Linked DNA regions of Sus scrofa: region 2 is linked to region 1. A link is a contact called in public Hi-C data. All regions are on one chromosome and are shown on one strand. Each heading gives the region's core, a stretch centred on a gene start, on an enhancer-like site or on the middle of the called end of the contact. The rest is flanking DNA. Distances are from core to core; before and after follow the strand shown. Region 1 holds the start of TNFSF18 (tumor necrosis factor ligand superfamily member 18). Region 2 overlaps TNFSF4 (TNF superfamily member 4).

The links. Hi-C and Micro-C count contacts between places; a contact is called where the count stands out from the background.
Region 2: a contact with region 1 is called in a Hi-C map of liver, with 4 times the contacts expected there. The contact joins the enhancer-like site here to the promoter of TNFSF18 in region 1. A contact is called at or near these places in 5 of 47 Hi-C or Micro-C datasets (liver, retroperitoneal adipose tissue and skeletal muscle) and 1 of 2 datasets of contacts at active chromatin or transcription factors (alveolar macrophages).

Annotation. Positions count from the first base shown.
Region 1 is chr9:115,456,655-115,464,350 of Sscrofa11.1, reverse strand. TNFSF18 (tumor necrosis factor ligand superfamily member 18) reads left to right here and starts at 3,702. Exons shown (of 3, transcript XM_005667782.3): 1 at 3,702-4,674. The coding sequence starts at 4,462.
Region 2 is chr9:115,553,394-115,561,089 of Sscrofa11.1, reverse strand. It overlaps TNFSF4 (TNF superfamily member 4), which reads left to right. Exons shown (of 3, transcript NM_001025217.1): 2 at 5,832-5,880; 3 at 7,412-7,696. Among named protein-coding and RNA genes, the nearest start is that of TNFSF4, 15 kb to the left of the region's middle. Within about 2 kb of position 4,324, at least 16 of the 83 cell types and tissues checked have an H3K27ac peak or open chromatin away from gene starts, as enhancers often do. A contact at or near this core is called in alveolar macrophages, liver, retroperitoneal adipose tissue and 1 more, where this site is marked.

The DNA of each region.
Region 1 (7,696 bases), core at 2,453-4,952:
GCACTTGATAATGTTTTCTAAATGGTCAAGAGGAATGATGTCCTTTTGCTGTATTTTGGAATCATTTCATATAGAAAAGCCAAAGCCTTTCCTTACTCATCCAGGTTCCCAGTGCCAACAAATCTAACTCATCCAGGTTCCCAGTGCCAACAAATCTAACCATGAACCATTAGATAAATCTAATGGTGAAGGACCAGTGCTAAAAATGGAAAATCCAGAAGAGAAAATGTCGTACAGATGTTTGTATGAACACGTGTCACAGGTGGGTGTTGAATGCAGTGAATATGCTGATTGTTGTCCACTTGTGGAGCTTGTCACATGAGGAAAACAAGTTGAATTGTAAAGGGAAAATACCTTCCCTGTCCTCTCCACCAGGGCTGCCCAAGGAAATCCAGAAAACTTGGGGGTTGTTTAGTCTCAGGAATATTAAGATCCTCTTATTTAAATTCGGTTGACTGGTGAAATGCATCATTCCTTAGTGATCCATTTGATATTGGGCAAGATATAATTTAACAGCAAATCCCTTTCATTATGGATTCTAGGGTGATATTTGATGGTTATAAATAGGAAGTGTCATGCCATATTGCACAATGACTTATTTTCAGTCCATATTCCAAGAAGAAAGTAATTCTTCTCTTCAAAAGTTGTTTAAAATGCTCCTCCCATGGTCAGGACACTGACACAGTACTGGTTAGGTAGAGAGGACCCTCCCCTCCCCCAACCAAGACAACAACAACAAGCCACCCACATAGAGGCTAGACAGAGATCTACAACCCCACATAACCTTTCTCAAAGATTGGTAGCAAGGAATGTACCCATCACAGGAAGGCTTCCTTAGAAATTTGTCAATAGACTTTTTGCTTAAAGGCTATATTTGAGTTAGTAAAACATAGACAAACAATGAAGAATTTATTAAGGGCTCCAAAAAAAATGGACCTGCCAAAAAAGCCCAGAACAAGACAGTTTGGGGTATAGAAAAGTGTCCTCAAGTCATGGAAGACAAATAGAGTTTTAATTCAAACTCGTTCCTAGACCACCCTGGTTAGAGTTACTAGTTTCTTAGAATGATCTGGAAATTAATATGTCTCAATGTATTGTTTAGAATGTGTTGTACATAGAATATGCAAATATGTAAACATGCATATCTATGTATAATAAGCTGTATATAATTCTCTTTACAGAGGAGGCATTTATTAATCTTAAGCGACTATTGTTGCCTTCATAAAATTCTAAGTTTAAAACCATATTTAAGTATCATGTCTATTTTCTATCGTATTTATGCATGTATCTCCAAGCCAAATTATTTGTCACAACAATGACTTCTCTGATATCCAGAGTAGGCAAAATTAGTTGTGTAGTGTCCCTTACTGAGTTCTGACACATCACATATTTCTGACATGACAGTGTAGACCATAAAGTATCACAAGGATAAATCATGGTAAATAGTATATAGGGAAATGCGGCAGGGAGTACAGACCTGAGTGATCCAGGATTTTGGAGGAATCTAATGCTGATCTAATGCTCTCACGGATTTTAATACACATCCCACTCTGTTTGTGCTACATATCTACTTTACATATTTCAGCATTGAGAGTGGAAAAACTGAGTTTTGAGGTCCATCACATGGGGATTCAATCCCTGTTATATCTGTATGGACAAACGATCCATCCTCTTGAATGTCGGTTTCATCATTTTTATAAAGGGAGATGTCATCTCAGAGCTGCTTGATGTTCAAATGTAATAGTGCACAAAGCACATAATTCATGCCCATGTCTTGGTGTGATTTAGTCAATAACTGAACTGTATAGCCAAGTTTCTCTATATATAATTCATTCTGAATTCAAAACAACCACTTTAAGCTGCTTAATCTGGTGTATCTTGCATGCTTTTTTTTAATCTGAAAAAAATAGGAAGAAAATATTCTTCTACATGTTTTTCTGAAATTCCTCATTTTGCAGCTTTTGAATGAGAACTACCAGATCTATTTAAAAGTATGGTGTTTTGTCATTGTTCATATTGCATTCTTTTTAAAAATCTTGAACATTTATGGATATTTACATCTCAAGTTTTACCTCTGCCTCAAGAGTCCCCTCCATTATCCTTCAAACAATCCATTTCCAACCTGTCTTCTCAACTATTTTAACTTTTCTAGATCTTTCTGCTTTCCGAGGCTCTCTCTTCTAGCATTCATTTGGGTTCATGTTATGCTATGTGCAAGGGTTTTAATCTAGCTGCATTGCAAATTCCTTGACATCTGTGCTTTTTTAAATATCTCTCAAAGCTCTTAGCATAGTACTAGGCTGCTAGACAATCTTTGACATGGATTTGCTAATTGGACTTAATTGAAAAAAATCTTATTCTGAGTATGAGACAGTGACAAGACATAAACATAAGAGCTTGGGTTTGGTGTTCATTTATTTCTTGTCACATCTTGAGCTCTCACATCTAAGATGTCAATTCTGATAGCTTACACTGGTCTCTTTTTAGTGTAAGCTATCAGACTCTCAAAAGTCTTCCCTACTGTCACTTGTCCTAAACTGAAATTTCTTCATTTCAGAACCTGGTTCATGGAAAGAAGCCTTGGAATGTATTCTTCTGATAAGCATTGTCATCTTTTTAAAGATATTTTCATAAGGTTGAAATAATTAATCAGGATATTCCAGAGCCTCATCTTGGTTAAGGGCAGAAGAAGAAGGAACTGGATTTTATTTGGAACATAGCCTTATTTAAATATTTATTGAAGTGAGTAAGCAGAGGCAATTTTACCCCAAATTTGAAGAGAAATCTGGAGAAGCAACGAATCAGAGAAGCAGAAAGGAGTCTGACTTTTCAGTGGTCAATTTTAAATTCTGTGCTGATACACATGCATTTCGGATCTGATGAAAAGGGAGAATTGTAGATACGTTGCATGACTCTTCTGGAGTCGGTTTATTATTCATCCCTACATCAAAGCATTTAGGGCAGAGCCACAAAAATAATAATTTTGTATGGAAAAATTATTCTTGTGTGGTTTGGTGACTCTTCGCTTCAGAGATACTATTTGATCAAGGTAAAATAGGGCCATGTTAAAGCTGACAACTCAGTGAGAAATATTGCTGCAGTTACAGTGGTACTAAAACAAGATGATGGGCTTAAAAAAAACTTAGGTACCCCTGGGCCCAGGTTCCCACTCCACTCTTACCCAGCTGTTAGTGGTGTGATATACCTCTCAACCTCTATTATCCTTTGCGGTCTCTTTCATAAATGGAGATGTTAAATATCAAGGCTTTTCCCTTCACATGAAATATTTGATTCTTTATAATTTTTTTTCTTTTAAATACTTTCATTTTATTTCCTTCCATTTAAATGAACTTCAGTTGAATTGTCCTCTGTGTTAAATATTAAAAAAATTTTTTTCCAGGATTTCGTAATCGACTCAGTCTTCACAACACATCTAAGAAGGGTGGAGAAGAGAGAAACACTTATGGAACACTTCTTATGAGCCAAACCTTTCATGCCTGTTTCATTCTTGAAGAAGTCTTTGAAGTTGAAATTTTTCTCCATTTTATAGCCAAGAAACAAAGAAATCAAGCAAATGCTGAAGGCCACTGAAGATAAAGGCTGGGCAGGACCAGGCTCCCCTCTCAGGTCTGTCAGATTTAAAAGTCCATGTTTTTGTCTACTATGTGGTTCTGGAACTCTGTTAAAAAAAAAAAAAGTAGGCATTCCATTTAACAAATGAAAAGGCTAAGGCATAAAGAACCAGGAGAGAGAACCGGAGATTTCCTCAATTTTAGTGTAGTAAATCAACAGTTTTAGTGCTAGGAAGTTTTTTGGAATAGAGTGTAAACTCAGATGGTAGGACAGGGTGCATGAAAATATCCTTTTCTATGATAACTTTATTTCTGTCTGATGTCAGCATTGAAATTTCAGAGTATTAAAATGGTGAGGTATGAAAAAACTAAGCTTGTTGTTATTGACATATTTTTAAAAATAAAATTCTAGTAATACATTACTGTTTTCTAGAGATTATCTCAGAATGGACACATTGTATACCCTAGCAATTGATGAAAATATTTTTCCCAAACCATGAACCCCAGCATCCTTAGCTCCCTGACCTACTGCCTCCCACAAACATGATATTTGGAGTATGATAGACCTTCATCTTGAATTTCATTCTTTTTCTTACAAAAGTAATTTTCTTATCTGGAAATAATTTGTAATGTTGAATAGTTCCATAGTTCCTCTTGCTTCAGAAAATATTTATTTTTCCTCTTAACTTCCCTTGTTGGGTTTTTTTTTTTTAAATCATCTGTGTTTGTGTTGGCTTCTAGCCCTCAGTTCCAGCACCTTTGGTCTGGTGCCAAATGTTAGTCAGCACTTAGGCTAAAAGTATCGTTTTCCAACACCCAGATCAGAAGGAAAACTCCGCCTCTTACACCCACTACTTAGTGCTATACTACAAAACTGACTAGTTGAATCATGTGCTCATTACTTCTGAATTTCTGCTTTTCACAACTCTCATTCCTGCAGAGAATGAGTTTGAGCCACATGGAGAATATGCCTTTAAGCCATTCAAGTCCTCACGCAGCACAGAGACCATCCTGGAAGCAATGGCTACTCTACTCAACAATAGTTATTTTGCTATTACTTTGCTCCTTCAGTGCACTAATCTTAACTTTTCTCCCACTCAAGGTAAGGAGACAACAGTACCTAAGGTTGCTGTTTATTGTACTCCATTTTGCTTTGGTAAGTCTAGTTATTATCAATGTCACTCAGTATTGTTAGAGCTAACTTGAAGATAGAGACATGTGGGTACAGATAATGTAAATATAATTCCAGTTTTGTCATGGCATATGGATTTTGAGGCTTATATAAATGTTTTGAAATAAAAAGTAGTAGAAAGTTCTAAGTGTTAGCAGCAGAAATGAGTTAGAGGGAATCAGTCAATTGACAGAAGCCTTTGGAGTATTTCCTTCTTTTCTAGACCTTTGCTAAACCCTCTTAGCATAAATAATAAGATGCAAAACACGAGGCTTTCCCTCAAGGAATGGGATTCAAGTTACAGTCTTGTTGAGGAAAAAGACATAAAGAGATATTAGACAGAATAAGGTAAGTAACAGGTGGTTAGTGTATCTCAGAGGAGGGAAATGGCACTGAATAGGAGTAGAAAGATATGGATTCTGGTTCTAGGCCTCTCAATAAATAGCTGTATGAATTTGAAAGATAGCATATCTTTCTGGTTCTCTGGTCTTCAGTTTTTTTTTTTATCTGAAGAAATAGTGGTAGGAAAATGGATTTTTTTCACTATAATGTCCCTTTTAATATGAAATACAGTGATTAATAATTTTTCTAAGGGTTGTATGGAATATCAATGCTATAGGAGTTCAAAAAAAGGGGTCAATGACTTTGGGCTAGGTTGATCAGGGAGAGCTTAGTGGAGGAAGAAGGAAGTACTTTCCTATTTGGGAAGCCCCTGATGCTTATCAGGAATTTCCCACTGAGCTCCAGCCCAAGTTGTGGGTCTTAGAGAAGGCAATAGAGATACATTAGGTCTTAGTTTTTCTCACTGTTGACTATATGGCACTGATCCAAAACAAAATAAGAAATGCTTTATTTAATGTAGAATTTAGCCTGTTCCTGGGTCCATCTAAAGATTCTGAGTCTTGCAGAGAATAAAGTAGTATATGCCCACCTAAGTAAGGTCATGATATGAAATCAGTGAGTGCAGAAACATTTTTCTAAGGGGATCAGACAGTGAAGATTTCAAAGATATGGAACTACTAAAGATGTTTGAAAGCAACTAAGAAAAGATGCAGAAGGAAGAATACATTGTAGTTCTGGTGTTAGTTTAGTTAGGGCAAAGATAGCTTTGGCCAAATTTTTACACAGTAGCCCATTAATTTGTGTTTTATAACTGTACACAGGGTGTGCAGCAGAGGAATTTCTGATTACATTCCCACTGTCTCAAGGAATCTATCAAGTAGAACTCTGAACCTTCTGGAACAGGGAAGCTTTGAGCAGAAAAAAAAGTTTGTCAGGAATTCGGAGTGTTTAGATTTCTGAAGAAGTGGAAGGGTGAGACTAGCAACAACTTAAATTTGAAAGTGCCTTTTCCTTCCCCAAATCACCTTAACATCCCATTAGCCCTGTGACCTGAAAGAACACAAGGTATGTTCTAGGTGTCATCTGTTCTTGCATGTGATTGGAGAATCAGGGCATAGGAGAGAAGGGAAATGCCTTTCTCAAAAGCATACAGCTGCTCTTGCAAAGGAAAAGAGGAGGGCTCATATTGCCTGAGGCATCTAGGTCACCTCTTGCCGGAACTGAATTTAATCCGTTCCTGTGTTTGAGCTCTGATTCTGGATTCTCTCTCCTAGACAGCATGCATCTTCTCAATGAAAAGTTCTGCCTCTAAAGAAGGAGAGTTTCAAATTTGGGGGAACTTTGAAAGGTTTTCAGGATATTGTCCTGACAGAATGTCACAGAGGCTTAGTTTTTAATGGGAAAAGCCAATGCCTGGCCAAAAGGGCAATAATATCAGCTCCTGTATTCCACTTTCCACTGGCCTGTACTTCTCTTTCCCTATTGACTGCAGATTAGTATTTCTGGAAAAGAAGACTGAGTGGCTGGTGGGGTGATGAGTCATTATGAGTGGCCACTTCCAGCTTCTCACAATACTCTGTGACCTCGGAGTTTACATTATTTTAGTCTCCACTCTGGTTTTTATATACAAAATCCCACCTTCCTGCTTCTCAGGCACTAATTTGAAGTAACTTCTTCAAGACCAACAGAAGTTTCCTTGGGAGAATGAATCACACACACACACATGCACCCCACCCCCACACACCCTCTCTTTCAGAAGACATTTCACTGAAAGGATCTGCTATGTACCCAGGGATTTGATCTCCCCCTAGGTGAAAATAACCTCATAGAAATGGTCTCTGAGAAACTTAATGTTCCTCAGAAGAGTCTTTGCTTCACTGAAATGAAGGATCCTTTCACAAGGGAAAGTTAAGCTTGTTCTGAAAAGGAGAGTAGGTTCTATCTCCAAATGATCCAATTAGAGTTGGTTTGGAGAAATAAATATTAAGTTTATTTATTATAACCCAACTACGTAAATCTAGGCTTACATCAAAATGAGTTACAAGAGAAACTGATCCTTTTAAACAAAAATGAATTAGCTAAACTGAAAGTCCTAGGTGCTTCTTCGTAAGTGGATATTTATTCCTTCCAAACATCACCAGAAGTAGAAACACAGATTGTTCCACAGAATGGTAGGGGTGAGCCTTTTGAGTCAGCCAGGCTCAGTTTGGACCTTAGCCTGGCCTTCCATAAGCTGCATAACCTTGGGCTAGTTACATAATCCTCCTCCTTCTCATATCCTCATCTGCAAATGAGCATGCTAGTTACCTTACAGAGTTGTGTAAGGATTAATGAGACAGTACAATGCCTGACCCATCCTAGATTCTTGTAGATGGTACTGATTCATATTTACACCATTCTTATTAATGGCTTTTCAAGGAAGATAAATTTTAAAAAGACTTAACAAAATGGGTGTTCCTTATCCATTTCAATTCCTCAATGTAAGACTCTGCCTTACTGCCAAATACAAGATTTTTATGATTAGACAGATTTTCATTTGTGGCAATAATTATAGAACATCACAGTGGTGGTTTCTGTAGCTCTAAATAGACATTAAGGGAACCCACACTGC
Region 2 (7,696 bases), core at 3,075-5,574, 96 kb before region 1:
ATTTTCCATCTGTGTTTTCAGATCAGTGCTCCAGGTCCTGAGGGAAGCCAGGAAAAGACATAATTCTGACTCTTCTTTGCATTACCTGCTTGCTACTTATTTGTACTTGCTCTGCTGCCCCTTATCAGGACAGTTGCATCTAATCAAAGCTCATTTAATGGCTTTGCCAACCTGTACTCCACAAATAACCTTGTAGGGTTGGCTAAGGAGCTCTTTCCTGGAGAATGTCTAGCTATTTTGAGATATAGCTGATTATTTTGTCAACCATCTAGTCTAATGTTTCACTCTTATTATGTATTGACCATTAAAATAATCAGATTAATCTTGGATTCTCAGACAAATTCTTTCATGGGGGATTTTTACTCTTAAGATAGGGCAGGGTAAAGAGAATGGATGTTATCATGAACTTGGGATTCAATCAAACTCAAATTAATACCTGTTTATTCCTGAGCAAGTTCTTAACAGATTTAGTTTTCCTGTCCATAAAATACGGGTAATTAATTTTTGTACTTAGTAGCATTGTTTTTAATAGCAAAAAAGGTAATTAATTTGAGAAAGAGTAATGCAGTGCTTGGCATGTTATAAGTTCTCAATAAGTCGTTATTTTTATTTTTTGAATATACCAAGAATGGACTCATTTCTAGACCTTCCTTCCTTAAAATGCCTTTGGATTATCTGGATCCTCTTTCAATGCCTAAGCTGAAGTCTCCTCTTTGGGCTGCCAAAGCCTACAATAATTATTCTGTTCTCTGGAACCTTATGATGTACATTGCCTTTTGACATTTACCAAAGGTTTTAGGTAGAAGAATTATTTCCTCAGTTGGCATACACGTTTGTCAAAAAATAAGGATCGTGTGTTCTGTCCCTTTGTGTTCTTAGAGTTGAATGTAATGTCTGCCACATAGCATTCAATAATTATTGAAGCTGTTGCAAATCACCAAATAATATGACAATCATATAACTTCAGTCCATTACTGAATAATACTTACTGTAGCACAGACAGTCCTTGAGCATCAGCTTTGGAACAGGCCAAGGGCACGGTTGAAGATACTTCTTTCTGGATTTAGGCTTTTAGGAGTTCTCAGTTTAATGTAGTAATAATCAAATCCTGAACCTTGGATGTTTATAAAAATGCAGGCTACTAAGTCCACCTAGATCTTTTGAATAAGAATCTTTATGAATAAGCTGGCCATCTGCACAATTTTACAAGTTTCCCAGGTGATTCTAATGCACTTTGGAGTTTGAGGACACTGGGCGAGTGGACCTTTTGTGGCATCACCAGCTGCTTTTAGATGTGACGCTCGCATTATTCAGACAGTTGGTCAAAGAGCCATATTAACTGCCCATATCAAGTACTCTGCTCTTCCTCTTTTCTTGGCTCTATTTATGACAGCCCTCAAACCGGGAGGGAAGCCTAAATTCTGGGCTCTCCCTGTGCACTTTCATGTTAAGGTCATTGTGAGATCACCACCCTGCCAATCTGCTGTGTGTGGCAACTTCTTTCCTCTCACTTGGCACCAAAGCAGGCACAAGAATGGAATATTAATAAAATCCACATGGAAGTTTCTCTTAATTTCAAATTTGAATGGGGAGAAATTTTTTTTTGTTTTTTGTTTTTGGTGTAATGAAAATTGTCCAGAGTGGAGGGCAGGAGTTGAATCTGCCCTTATGTAGGCCTCAATTTCTTCATATGTCATGATGAATTCTTTTATGCTCATGCTTCTGAGGCCATCTCATTCATGACTCAGGGCTGTACTTTGATTCTGGTATGCAGAGTTACAGGAGTTTCTATCCCACTTTGAGGATGGTACAGGCTCTTCAGACTTTCTAGATTGAAGAAGCCTTATTCTATTGCTTGTCTTTACGTGGAAGCCCTTTGGAACCTTTGATACATTCAATTTTCTTTTAGTATCTAGACTAGATATGAGGATTTTTATTTTCTTGATATAGAAAAGACCATGTTTGTACATGTGGGTAAAGGAAGTGTTTCCTGAATGTTTTCTGGTAACTTTCTTATGAAGCCAAGATCCTTTTGTATTGTTTCTCTGGGCTGCAGAAGAGCCAGAGAGCTGATATTCTAGGGATTTTGTTGGTATTCATTTTTATTTTGTAGTTCCTCATTTCTGTAGTCATGTATGTCATATATAAAGCTGAAATAGTGTTATACAGACTAAATTAAGAACATGGCATGTATTTGGTCTCCTATGGGTATCCAAGAATAATAGCTGACATTTATTAACCCCTTACAAAGTTCCAGGTCAAGCGCTAAAAATTCACATGCATTATCTCATTCAATCTTCACAACAACCCTCTGAGACACAGATTTTACTACTTCCATTTTACAGATGAAGAAACTAAAAATTAGCAAGATAATGCTATTTTCCCAAGAGCACACATCTGAGTAGTCTTGTAGAGAAGATGTGACATATATCCAATGATGGTAGAGTGAAAGTTAGTAGAGTGATTTAAAAAACTGTTTACATTAGGGTTCACTCTTGGTATTGTACATTTTGTGGATTTTAACAAATGAACAATGAGATTCCCACCGTTAGAGTTTCATTATTCTAAAAATCTTCTGCACTTCACTTGTTTATCTCTACCTCTTTCCTCACCCCTGGCAACCACTGGTCTTAAACTGTCTCTATAGTTTTGCCATTTTCATAATGTCCGTCATTGGAATCATACAGTATGTAGTCTTTTTAGATTGGCTTCTTTCATTTCATAATATGCATTTGAAGTGCTTCCATGTTTTTCCATGGTTTAAAAGCTCGTTTCTTTTTAGCATTGAATGATATTCCATTGTCTGGATGTATCACACTTTATTTATCCATTCAACTGAAAACATCTTGGATGCTTTTGCTCGTCAAGTTTTGGCAATATTAAAACCATCATAAACATCTGTTTGAATAGAGTGGTTTTTAAGTACTTGCTATGGGAAACCAAAAATCAGGGATTTGATTTAGGCCTTGTAAGTAGTGATATTTTTGATGGGTAAACAGAGATTGGGGGACATTCTTGGTGGAGAGAACCAAAGAAGAAAATATTTTTTGAATGCTTACCATGTGCCAAACAAACTGCTCAGTGCTTTCACATATGTTAACTTATTTAAGCTTTACAGTCATCTCCTGGAATGTTATTATGGCTTACTTTCACAGATATGAAAGCTAAAGCTCAGAAATGGTATATAATGTTTTCAAATTCACAAAGCTAGAGAGGTCACAATTTGAATTGAATCTGACTCCCAAGCCTATGCGCTCTCTTTTATCCTCCCAGGCTCTATTCAAGGGCAAAGAGTTTAGAGGAAATGACTGGCTGGAGCATAAGACACAGAAAGGATAAGTATAATAATAATGCTTGACAAGGAGGTTGGCACCAGGCCATGGAAGGCCTTGAATTGGGTACTGTGGGGGTGTTTCTGGGCAGTGGGGTGGTCAGCATGAGGTAATCAAGTATGGGGGATGCAGGGGAAACTTGTGGAGGGACATGGAGCAAGAAGAAGAACGACCTTATTTCACAACATTGCCTAGACTTGGTCGTGCTGATGCTAGTGAAAAACTTCTGAGGAAGAGGCCAATTTCTAATACTGGATAATATTCAGGAGAAGGAAGGAAGCCTGAGCCTGGAGTTGCAGTGCTTCTAACCTGAGAGGGGAGTTGTGTGTATTCCTTGCCGCCTCTCAGCATCTTGGTCTTACAATGTCCTCTTGGTCACTACCGCCCCTACTTCATCAGAGTACTTTAGAACATTGGGAAATTTCTTTGATTTGCAGGAACCTTTTGGAGATTTTGCAAAATCACTCAAATACCCAAATCATGAGGGGTTTTAGGTCAGAGAGCTTGAAGTAAATTTGGGATGAGGAGGTTTCCTGTTTTTCTCTTTATTAGAATTGACTTAGAGTTGCAACTTTAAAAATTTAAATCGTGGACAGTGCTGAAGGGATGCCTGTGATCTTTGAATAATTTTTAAAGTTGAGAAAACTGACACCTAGGGAAATTATGAAACTGGCCTAAGGTGACACTGTACTTGCCTGATTGCCATTGGAACCAGGTTCCTTCATTGCTGAGCCCTATGCTCTTTGTGTGAAAAGACTGTTTCTGATTTTAGTAAGGTGGCCTTTCAGGCTGGGACCAACCTGAGGGGCATTCATTTACCCAGGGGATTATGATGATTGGGTAATATGCCTTTTGAGAGGCCTTCTTCCAGAACGTTGCTGTAAGCACAAAGAACAGGAATCCACCCTCACAAAAGGTCACAGGAGAGACAGCCAAAGACTGTCAAGTCTTCCCAAGTCAGCACCTCTCCATGTGCTCACCACTGACTAATATCATTCCTGGGCCTGGCCGCTGGCAGGGCTCAGAAAGGCTATCCCTTCTTCCTGCACTGCCTGTTGGTTTCAGTTGCTTTGAGGCTTATGATTTTACTTAAAGGGAAGTAGGGGATTCTTCATCTGTGTGGGCAGGCCCCAGTGGAATCCGTTTGCTGCTGCAAGTGTGCCAGGAAAGTGGGAAGCAGGGATTCCCGCCCCCCGAGTATGAAAACAAATCCTTCCCCACACCTTTGATCTGGACATCTTGCCAAAAATAACCTGGTGGGAGGAGCGGGTGTTCTTGGCAGGCACAATAGGTGGTAGGTTTTTGTTTTTGTTTTTCTGTTTCCTTTTTCAGTATGTAATACAAAATTTTAAAAATACAAAATAGTAGACCATGGAAAGTAAGGGTCCCTGCTACCCCTGACCCCAGACTTCCAGTTCCTTTTTCCAAAGGCAACATATATTCTTTCAGATAAATTCAATGCCTGCACAGACATTATTACTATTTTTTTTAACACAAGTGGTAATATACTTTATGCCCTTTGCTTTTGCTTTTTTCACTTAGGCTATTTTAGGCTTTGCTCCATATTGAACTTCTTTTTTTTAATACTTCAATTTTTATTATTTATTATTATTTTTAAGTGATTTTTATAGTGTTTTTTTATTTTTTCCATTATAGCTGGTTTACAGTGTTCTGTCAATTTTCTATTGTATAGCAAGGTGACCCAGTTACACATACATGTTTTCATTCTTTTTTCTCACATTATCATGCTCCCTCATAAGTGACTAGATATAGTTCCCAGTGCTACACAGCAGGATCTCATTGCTTATCAAACTTCTTTGTTTTTTTAACCACAAAATTTCCAGACATTTTATTTCTTAACTTCCTTTCTTCATTGTTTTGCCTCTTTCTTGCTTTTGAATACTCATTGGTTTAAGGTTTTTTACGTAGTTAAAAAGTAGGAAAAGACCCAACAGTAAAAAAAAGCTACACTCAAATCTATTGATCTCTGAAGGATTAGAATAGTTTTTATTGCCTTTATGCCCTGAAAGTAGGACACTGTTACTTCTGTTTCATAGGAAAAGACCCAGTAGCCAGGAAGCTCCCAGATTTTACTCTCAGTGCATTCTGGGAGTCTGTGACCATTTCAAATTAATTGGTCCTAGCTTTATCCATGAAGGATCTCTGTGACTGAATGAGTTTCTTGACAAGATGACTATTAAGTGCTGTTATCCAGAATGGGAAATTGGGGCTCAGTGAGCCAAAACAGTATACCAAGGAGGAATTTGGCAAATGAGGACAGATCTTACTTGCATGAAAGAGCAGAAGACTCCTAACTTGTCTTAAGAGATGTTACAGAAAAGCAAGGGGGCGGGAGCGGTGGGCAGGAAGGAAGGCTGGGTCTAATCTTGCTAAGCTGTTCCTTTTACAGGCTACTGTATTTCTGCTTCATAGGATATGACTCATCATTTCAACTTGTTTATTTTTTCCCCTAAAAATGTATCCTTTTTCCTCCTTTAGGTGCCATCTCAGTACCCTCCAATTCAGAGTATCAAAGTACAATTTACCAGTGAGTATTGATGAAAGTTTGATTCATATTTTTAAAAGAATCTTATCTCCAGCCTCTTAATTTCCCTCAAAACATAAGACTTCTGTCTTTCCTCAGGGTAACATTAAATCCTAGAATTGTTGGAGCTTGCATATTATTTTCATTAGGGACAAAGAAGGTGCATAAAGAAGAAAAGGGGAGTAATTATGTGCTTGTCACTGTATGTGCTCCTTTATATTCCTCCCTTAATCTTCCTAGAAACCCTTTAAGTAGGGATTATTCTCATTTTTTTAGGTAAGAAAAATTAAACTTCTTAAAAAGTATGGCTGTAAGACTTATCGTTTCCCAGTCATTCTATTATAAGACGAGATTTTACCCTAATAAGAGTTGGGGGATGTCAGTCTTTGTCTTAAAGGCAAGGTGATAATTTAATTACCAGGAGAGTACTAATTGGGTCCATGATCAATACCTGGGCATGATTAATACTCATATAGTAGTTTCTGTATGGATATTCATTTGTTAAGTTTTCCTGAGCTGAAGGGAAGTACATCTTGCCTTCTATAAGTGATCCTCATTTTCAATTCAAAGTCTTATGGACTTGATACAAAGCAAGAATTACTGACTTGTGCCCAGCAGTGGGAACTGTTCATTCCCATCACCAAGGGACATGGGCCAAGTAGGGAGTTTGGGATATGGTTGCTTGACCATCCAGGATAATTTTGAGGCTGCCATGGAAATAACAGAAATCTAGGGGTTTTTTTGATTTACACGTGAAATGGCCATACACAAAGCTACCAAAGCCATCACTCTTCATCCTCCCATTCTTCCTTTTTTTTCTCCTGTGGCAGCCACTCTTCCAAGGCACATTCCAGGAAAAACTATCAATGAAAAGGTAGAAGGGAGAAGTAGGTCTGTGTTCTAAACCCTTCCACCTACATCCTACTGAGTAGAACCTGAGCCCATGGACATTCTATGCATTGCAACATTACTAAGCTTAAGTGACTTTTGACCAGGGCTGATAGTACATGCTGTTGGTAAGTCCAGTGCCCAGAGCATGTGAAAAATTTGCATATCATAGTCAGGTGGAGAGAGGATAGAGAAGAGTTAACAGCAATTGCTCTGTGTGGAGGGCATGTAGAGTCCCTGGGCAGGGACACTTCTACTACCCTTTTCCCTAATCTATCCATTGGGCGAGGAAGGAAACACTGAAGTTGCCAGCCCTTCATGGTTTTGAAAAATTAGGGGAACATGGAAGCTCTATTTCCTGCCACAGGTGTGTTAAAACAACTGTAAGTTGCCATAATTTCTCAGCTGTTGAACCCCAGCCCCATCTGAAAATCTCTTGAGTACTAGAATTAGCTTTACCTCTTCTTCCATTGCACAGAGAAAGCAGATTCCAACCCTAGTGTAGAAACACAGTACTTTCTTCCTTTCATGCTTTTCAGAATATCTCCCTACCACTTTCTCTTTGTATGTTTCTAGATGTGTTAGAAGGTTATTGTCTAATGCTGAGCTAAGGAATATTTATTTTCTTTCGTCCTTCCTTCCTTAGAGTGTGAAAATGATAATGGTTTCATCATCACACCCTCAAGCAAGGATGGAACCATGAAAGTGCAGAACAACTCAATCATCATCAACTGTGATGGGTTTTATCTCATCTCCCTGAAGGGTTACTTTTCTCAGGAGCTCAGCCTCATGCTTCAGTACCGGAAGGGTCGGAAACCTCTCTTCTCCCTGAACAAGGTCAAGTCTGTGGACTCTGTCACAGTAGCCGATCTGGCTTTCAAGGACAAGGTCTTCCTGAACGTGACCACTCATAGTGCCTCCTGTGAAGACA